Linked DNA regions of Mus musculus: region 2 is linked to region 1. The links are chromatin contacts, called in public Hi-C maps. All regions are on one chromosome and are shown on one strand. The core of a region is the stretch at or near the end of the contact, and the rest is flanking DNA. Distances in the headings are between cores, read along the strand shown. Region 1 holds the start of Smoc1 (SPARC related modular calcium binding 1). Region 2 overlaps Smoc1 (SPARC related modular calcium binding 1).

Evidence for each region. A called contact is a pair of places that touch in the nucleus more often than the background predicts.
Region 2: a contact with region 1 is called in a Hi-C map of Sertoli cells, with 1.7 times the contacts expected there. The contact joins the enhancer-like site here to the promoter of Smoc1 in region 1. A contact is called at or near these places in 20 of 39 promoter capture datasets (the 3T3-L1 cell line, 3T3-L1-derived adipocytes, the C10 cell line and 13 more), 1 of 15 datasets of contacts at CTCF or cohesin (large pre-B cells), 18 of 484 Hi-C or Micro-C datasets (the AtT-20 cell line, the NIH/3T3 cell line, Sertoli cells and 8 more), 27 of 115 datasets of contacts at active chromatin or transcription factors (the NIH/3T3 cell line, T-cell acute lymphoblastic leukemia, craniofacial prominence and 17 more) and 4 of 9 other capture datasets (adipose tissue, liver, macrophages and 1 more).

Annotation. Positions count from the first base shown.
Region 1 is chr12:81,025,197-81,028,749 of GRCm38.p6, forward strand. It overlaps Smoc1 (SPARC related modular calcium binding 1), which reads left to right and starts at 1,612. Exons shown (of 13, transcript NM_022316.2): 1 at 1,612-1,962. The coding sequence starts at 1,867.
Region 2 is chr12:81,159,074-81,162,626 of GRCm38.p6, forward strand. The region is part of intron 7 of Smoc1 (SPARC related modular calcium binding 1); the gene reads left to right. Among named protein-coding and RNA genes, the nearest start is that of Mir3067, 5.3 kb to the right of the region's middle. Within about 2 kb of position 1,963, at least 9 of the 459 cell types and tissues checked have an H3K27ac peak or open chromatin away from gene starts, as enhancers often do. A contact at or near this core is called in Sertoli cells and granulosa cells, where this site is marked.

The DNA.
Region 1 (3,553 bases), core at 362-2,861:
AAGGTTTTACCACTAGATGGCAGAACTGGAATTTCACCCCCATGGCAGTGGTGGTGGGTTCTGGCTCTAAAATATGATCAAGCCACTGAGTCCAGGTGGGAGAGACATGACACTTTTTTTTTTTTTAGAAATGTGCTTCATTTTAGTTTGAAGAACCCTTTATTCTTGCCTGGACATTCCCGTCTGAGGCTGATGGGGGAGGTGCAAAGCCCCTTGAACAGAGAGTGGTGCATTCTGGTTTGTTGTTCAGGAAGACTGGCTGGCTGTAGGGTGAAGGCTGTCTGTATGCAGCCAGATGGGGGTTAGGGTTAGCTTGCTCTTATAATCGAGAAGAGAAGCTGGAAGGGAGCAGAGCTAATCTTTGTCAGGACCTCTCAGGGCAGTCAGGGAGCTGTGAAACCTGGGCTTTATTTCAATCTGGTTAGAGAAATGGATCTTTCTTCACGAAGGGACGGGCCTGGACCGGTGGAAATCAAGCACGAAGAGTTGTGTTCCACTTTTGGAGATAATCACGGGTCTCTTGCGGGGAAGGCAGCAGACACTTTGTTGGGTTGAAGTGAGTGTGTGTGATGCGATGTAGCTGTTACCATTTTCAGGGTGGCCTCTTGGACCACTATGGAAAGAGCTCTAGCACCTGATAGGCCTGCTTAGAGCTGACCTATACAATCCAGGCTTGGGCTCCCAGGAAATTGCTCCTTGGAGGTCTCTAGGATATCTGTGCTCACAGAACACTCCTCCATCTCCTCCATTCATAACTTTCCTCCTCCCAATATGGGACCAGGATTCCTGGGACTGCCCTCTCCTCCCCGGCCTCCGCCCCAGCGTTGTTAGGCCACAGAGAAGCTGCTCCTGTGTTCTTTAAGTTCAGACTGATTAGCCAAGATGCCCGGGTTCTGACCGCAGGTCACATGGACCATAGGGCCATAGGGGTAGTTTACTGGACCCTCGGGGGACCCACCTTAGGCTGCTTCGGTTCGCCTCCGTCAGAATTATCTCAGGCAGCCGCTGTGGAACTTGGGTGTCACCCGTAAGGAGATTTTTTTTTTCTTTTTGAAATAAATGAATACCTCTTCCCGTAGGTCGCAGCTCACTCTGTGGGCCGCACCTGGTGGTTCCCCAGGTTGCCCTTGATTTTGCGGCCTCCGGGAAACATTTCTCAAGGACTTTGGGTCATTTGGAGCTATTTTCCCTGCCTGCTTCATGGAGCTGTTGCGACAACTCAAGCCTAAGAACTAACACACGATAAGTGTGTAAGGCTTCTTTACTATCCAGGTGACCATTCAGGAGGGACTGAGGCTGCTGGAGCGCGCGGAGGTTCCCAGCGAGGACTTGCTGAGAAAAAGTTACTCTTTATCCCAGCCTCTGCTGGAGCCCACTGTGGCCGGGAAGCCAGTGTAGCTCCTGGGGGGGTGGGGGGTGGGGGTGGGGGTGGGGGTGGGGGTGGGGGTGGGGTGGGGTACTGACCACGAACCGCCCCTCTCATCTCTCTCCCATTGGCTTCCACCTGCCGGAGGGTCGGCTGCTACAGGCCTCTCGACCCGTCAGTCAGCCTCTCCGGGCCCCGCCCCTCCCCTCCCGGGGTTTATAACGGGAATTCCCATGGCCCGAGCTCCCGCATCCAACCTGCTGTCGCCGCGGCCACGCCGAGCGCAGCAGGCGCCACGCGCAGAGCACACGCTCGCACTCCAGCTCCGGGCCTCCGCCGTTCATGACCGTGACCCCGGGCGCAGGCTCCTCCAGCCCCTGCCGCTGGCTCTTCGGCCACTCCCAGCTGCTGCAAGGGTCCCCACCTCCCCAAGTGCTTTGAAGCTAGCCTGAGCCCCCCTGCCCGCTGCCCGCTCGTGGCTGCCCGGCTCCGCTGGCACCATGCTGCCCGCGCGCGTCCGTCTGCTCACGCCCCACTTGCTGCTCGTGTTGGTGCAGCTGTCCCCGGCCGGCGGCCACCGCACCACCGGCCCCAGGGTAAGTGCGTCTCCCAGCTGCGCGCGCCCACCTGCGCTTGGCCGCTCATCTACAGGAGGGGGAAGGGAGGTGTCAGACCTTGTCCTCGACTTTACCGTCTAGTCCCTTGCAGGCCTCTTGGAGAAGTTGCTGAAATAAAATTTCATTGCCCCCCTCCTTCCCCGCCTTTTCTTGTAGCACTGACTCCCCACGACCTGTCACCGGTGGGTTTTCTTTCTCGAACTTCTCCTGAGGTTTTTCTCCTGGGCCTCCTAGGTCGGTGGGATCTCGGCCTTGGCTGGAGCAGAGTTTCCCTATGTTGTCGCTGCACCAGTCCCTCGAGCTGGCTTTCTTGGCAGGCAGAGGGTGTGTGTGTGTGTGTGTGTGTGTGTGTAGAAGGGGCGGGGGGGGGCACTCTGCCTAGAGAGTTTTAGGTTACCCGCGAGCCACACAAGGACCTTGTGTTGTTGTTGTTTTAAAAAGCAATCGCTGCTCGTAAAACCCACAGCAGATAATTTTAATGCCCCCCTCCTGCTGGCCTGGCCCTGGAGGAGTGGCAGGGGTAGGGAGCCGTGGAGAAGTTCGGAAGAACTTCTCCCCTGGGTTGGATCGGTTGAACCTTGATCTGATTGGAGTTTCTGAACCACACGAAATGTGCCAATTCTGTGCACAGGACGGGTTGTCCAGGGCATTGTAAAAAAAACGGGAACCAGCAGCACCGTGCTCATTTCTGGTCTAGATTATTGTTCTCCCTGCTCCCTCCTAATGGTCTAATAAAGAATTTCACTGCCTTAAAAATGTATTTGTTAAACCACCTAGAGGTTCCTTTGGCAACACGTAAGGGAGGCAGTCTCTGGGCAAGGATCAGGGTCAGTAAGATCAGAAGCCGGACCTCTGGGTAGCAGCTTGCCCGCTCCCATTCTGCGAGAATCTCTCTGGGAAAATAGCAAGGATTTGACTTCTGAGCAAATGAAGTTGGCTTCTCCACCAAATTGTGCTTTCTTCCCTGGATATCCTCTGGCCCCATTTCCTGGATGGCTAGCCCCATTACCACCTGTTCCCATAGCAGCTTCTTTATTCCTGGCCTTTGCTACCCGGGAATCATCTTTATAGCTGCAGTGTATGGAGGAAAAGCTTTGCAAAACCTGACTTAACTTAATGGCTACCCAGATGCTGAGCTGCTCACATCCGAGCCCACCTATCACTGGGAGATCAGATTTGCAGCCACTTAGGAAAGAAAAGTGTTTGTCCCCGTGTCGGGCCGGCCCGTGCTTTTATGGCCCAGATGTGCAACAGCAGCGGCTAAAGGCGGCAGATTAGATCCAGGGTGTGTCATAAATCCTCGACAGCATTCCCAAAGCTAGGGCAAGTTGGGGCTCCAGGAGCGGTTTTATGGATGCAGATGAGGATGCCTTTTAAATGAAGCTGATGGTTTGATATGGGGACTCGAAGCTCTTAAATTCTGAGGTCAGGCAAGAGAGAGCCATGGTGTTCCCTCCAATAATTAGGAACAGTCAAGACAAAGATGCAGACCAGAGCACCCCGACTGCAATCTGGATGCCCGCCCACAGGAGGGTCGAAAGGAGAGAGGCCCTCCGACAAATGGTGGGGG
Region 2 (3,553 bases), core at 713-3,212, 130 kb after region 1:
CCCATAACCTGGTCCTTGGTCTGCCATTACAGGTCAATTGAGGAGCCCCGTTAAACATGGGAATTAGGATGTTGGATATAGTCCACATGGAGTTGAGGACACTGCCACCTTAGACTAGTTAATTATAATAGCAGCTACCACTGTCCAGTTTACTGTAGCGCCAGGGTAAATGTTGTACTTTCATTTGCGGTGTCAGGTATCTAAACTGATGCCTTATATGTGCTAAGTAAGCACCCTACCATTGAGCTACAGCTTAAGTCCCATCTTATCAGACATAGCTGTGGGGCATGTGTAGGGGCTACTCTGCTGGCACAGGTAAGGAACTTTGAGACTGTGCAAGATCAAGATCAAGTGGGAGAAACCCAAAGACTACGTTCTTGACTACCGTGCTACACTGCCCCCGTTCTGACTGCTTCTGACGTCTACAAAGTCTTCTGCTGTGTGAGTCCCTTGGGTGAAGTGTACAGGAGTCAGAGTGATGGACACATCCTGACTTCAGATGCAGGGCCATGGAAGCCCAGGTCTCCTCAGCTTTGTCTTCTGCTCCTGGAGCATTCCATCTGAACGCTCCAAGTTCCTTCTGGCTTTGGGGAACAGCCATCCAGTTGAGATTATACAGCATCCCAATGTCTCCCTCTGGGACAGAACTTAAGTGATCCTTTCTTAACTAGTTGGCTCATGGGATAGGGCGGGTCCTCCAAGAGCATTCTCTAAGGTCCCTTTCAAGATTTGAATGAGGGATGATGTCATTTTTTTTTACTTCCATTCTGGGCATATTTTTCAGTGAAACAGTTTTGTTTGTTTGTCTGTTTTCATTTTTAAGATAGGGATGAAAAAACCTATTGCAATGGAAGAGGTGTCTTTATAAAATCTGTGCAAATTCTGTTTCTGAGTCCCCACTTCTATACTGGTTTGAACAAAGAGAGGGTAACTTTATTCTGTTAGTAGATGGCTTTTTGCCTTTTCCCTGCACTGGTCTCTCCTCTGGGCCTCTCCTTTTCTTAGCAGATAGCCTGTCTTTTGTTCTGAAGGGAGCTAGGAGCAGTGGCTCTGTGGACTCTCCCTCTCTGTGGGGCTCTCAAGGCCACACAGATGACTCCAAGATGACACACAAAATGGAGAGCTGGGAATTGCCTTTGGCCAAGTGGCCCTCACTGACAGAGGTGATGGAAAACCCAATGGTGAAAGGTTCTCGGAAAATTATCCTGGGGGGGGGGGGGCGGCACTTAGCCCCTCTTGAAAAAAAATTGCAAAGTCCACAGTAAGAAAAACAACCTATTCATATAAATGACTTGAAGCCATAGGTGCCAAGACTCCATGTGGCTGCATAAACAGAAAGGGTAGCTCAGTGATGTTCTATAAATCATTCCTAAAGATTATGACTCTAACTGGACCTCCCCCACCCCTCGGCACCACACTTCCGGTTCCCACACCAGCCCTTTCAACAGTAAAGGCAGGGCCATAAAGCCCAGGCCTTCCTTGTTGTCTGTCCTTTTCCTGCAGTCTGCCTCTTCTCCAGATTCTCAGCCACTAGGCTGCCCTGGGGTAGCCCCAGTACCAGACACCCATGTGCTCTCAGACCTGGAGAAGCCTGTGATAGGAGCTACACGGTTCCTTATGCACCCTGGAGTTTCATGTCACTATTTAGAAAGATTCTTTTTAAAAATGTATGGCTTGTTATTGTGGGTTATTGTTCAGCATTTCATTCATTTTTGATAAGAAATGAGAAGGGCAGGAGGTATTTGAAGAGGTTTTAAGGTCATTGCTGTTGACACAAGGCCAGTGTTTTCCTTAATATTCTTGGCCTAGCAAGATGATTCCTTTTGCAACAAATGTAAGCAAGCTCCCCTCCTTTTCCCAGGCCGAATCACCTTTTCTTGATGTTTACCCCCATAAGAGCATGCAGTCTCGAGGGGCTGAGGGTTGAGGGTGCGCATTTCCCAGGATGAGCTGGGGTCAGCCCCTGCAGTCTCATCACCACTGGGGGGCGCTCATCTGCTATCTGTGGGTCTCCTCTCTGCAGCATTGGCTAGAATAAAATCCTTGGACTAAATCCCCTCATGAATTCTTTCTCCGTGAAAGTCCATGGTTCTCTGAGGGAGAAACAAACCAGAGATGGGGGTGGTGAAGAGGTGAGCAGGGGGGCTGGCAAGATGGCTCAGCTGGTAAGAGCACTGACTGCTCTTCCGAAGGTCCTGAGTTCAAATCCCAGCAGCCACATAGTGGCTCACAACCACCCATAATGAGATCTGACGCCCTTTTCTGGTGTGTCTGAAGGCAGCTACAGTGTACTTATGTATAATAAATAATTTTTTTAAAAAAAAGAGGTGGGCAGGAGGGAGGTGATGAAGTCCTAACCTGTAAGCACTTACAGTTGGTTAGAGTCACAGTACGAAGGCTCTCAGCAGAGCCAGGGCTGCTCCCTGGCCTCCTTCCAATGAGGAGCCCTTGGATGGCTTCAGGGACAGAGAAAGACCTTGAGTGAGGATAGGCTGACATATCAGGGTTAGTTCTTCCTAATGGATCATATAATTCTCAGAAATTTCCTGGCCTTCTCAGAGCCTAATATGGTATCAAACTCAGTATATAACCATTCAGCAGCCCTGGCTCATACGAGCCCCCAGCACTTTTTTTATGGCATCCTCCTAGAATGTTTTGTCACCCACAGTCCCATGCTGGGTCCTCCTCTCTCCAGACACTGTCCTAAGTCCTACAATCCCTGCTGTCTCTCATTGTTTATTGCAACAACATAAGCAACTCTCAGGAGGACTAAAGAGGCTCCTTTAAAGAACTACTAGGTATTTATCCAGAGAGACAACTTCCTTGGTCAGAGCATCCTCCCAGGCTGCAGTTTTTTGTTTGTGTTCTTGATATAAGATCTCACAATGTAGCCCAGGCTAGCTTCAGACTCCTGATCTTTCTTCTTTAGCTCCTCCACTCCATCCACCTCTGACCTTTGCTGAGATTCCAGATATGTACCACCATATCTGGCTCACGACTCCTCAGGTTTTCTAGGTATTTGTCTCATCTTTCCTGAAGTTTTTATGCTGCTTCACTTCCTTTAGTATGTCCATTTGGCTGAGCAGCCTGACTCTGTTGTTTGGCCCAGGACTGCCTCGCAATTGCGATGTAAGCAATCAGTTCCAAGACTTAAAAAGAATTCTGCCTGGAGACTGTCATGGGAAGCCCTGCTTTTGTGTCTTTCAGCTGTAGGTGCGGCCTATTGATCTGAGACTCAAGGCTGCCTCATCTTACTTACCTGCATTTCTAACTGACTGGCTTGCCTGTATAGTTTAGACTTGCCATCTCCCTAATTCATGAGCCTCGTCCTTGAAATCTCCCTCTAGTTGTGTGTGTGTGTGTGTGTGTGTGTGTGTGTGTGTGTGAGAGAGAGAGAGAGAGAGAGAGAGAGAGAGAGAGAGAGAGAGAGAGAGGGAGAGAGAGAGGGAGAGAGAGAGAGGGAGAGAGAGAGAGAGACTTGTGTGTGTTTAAGTGTGTGCATGTGTGTGAGTGTGTGTTTGAATTTGTGTGTCTCTGTGTGTGTGTTTCTGGA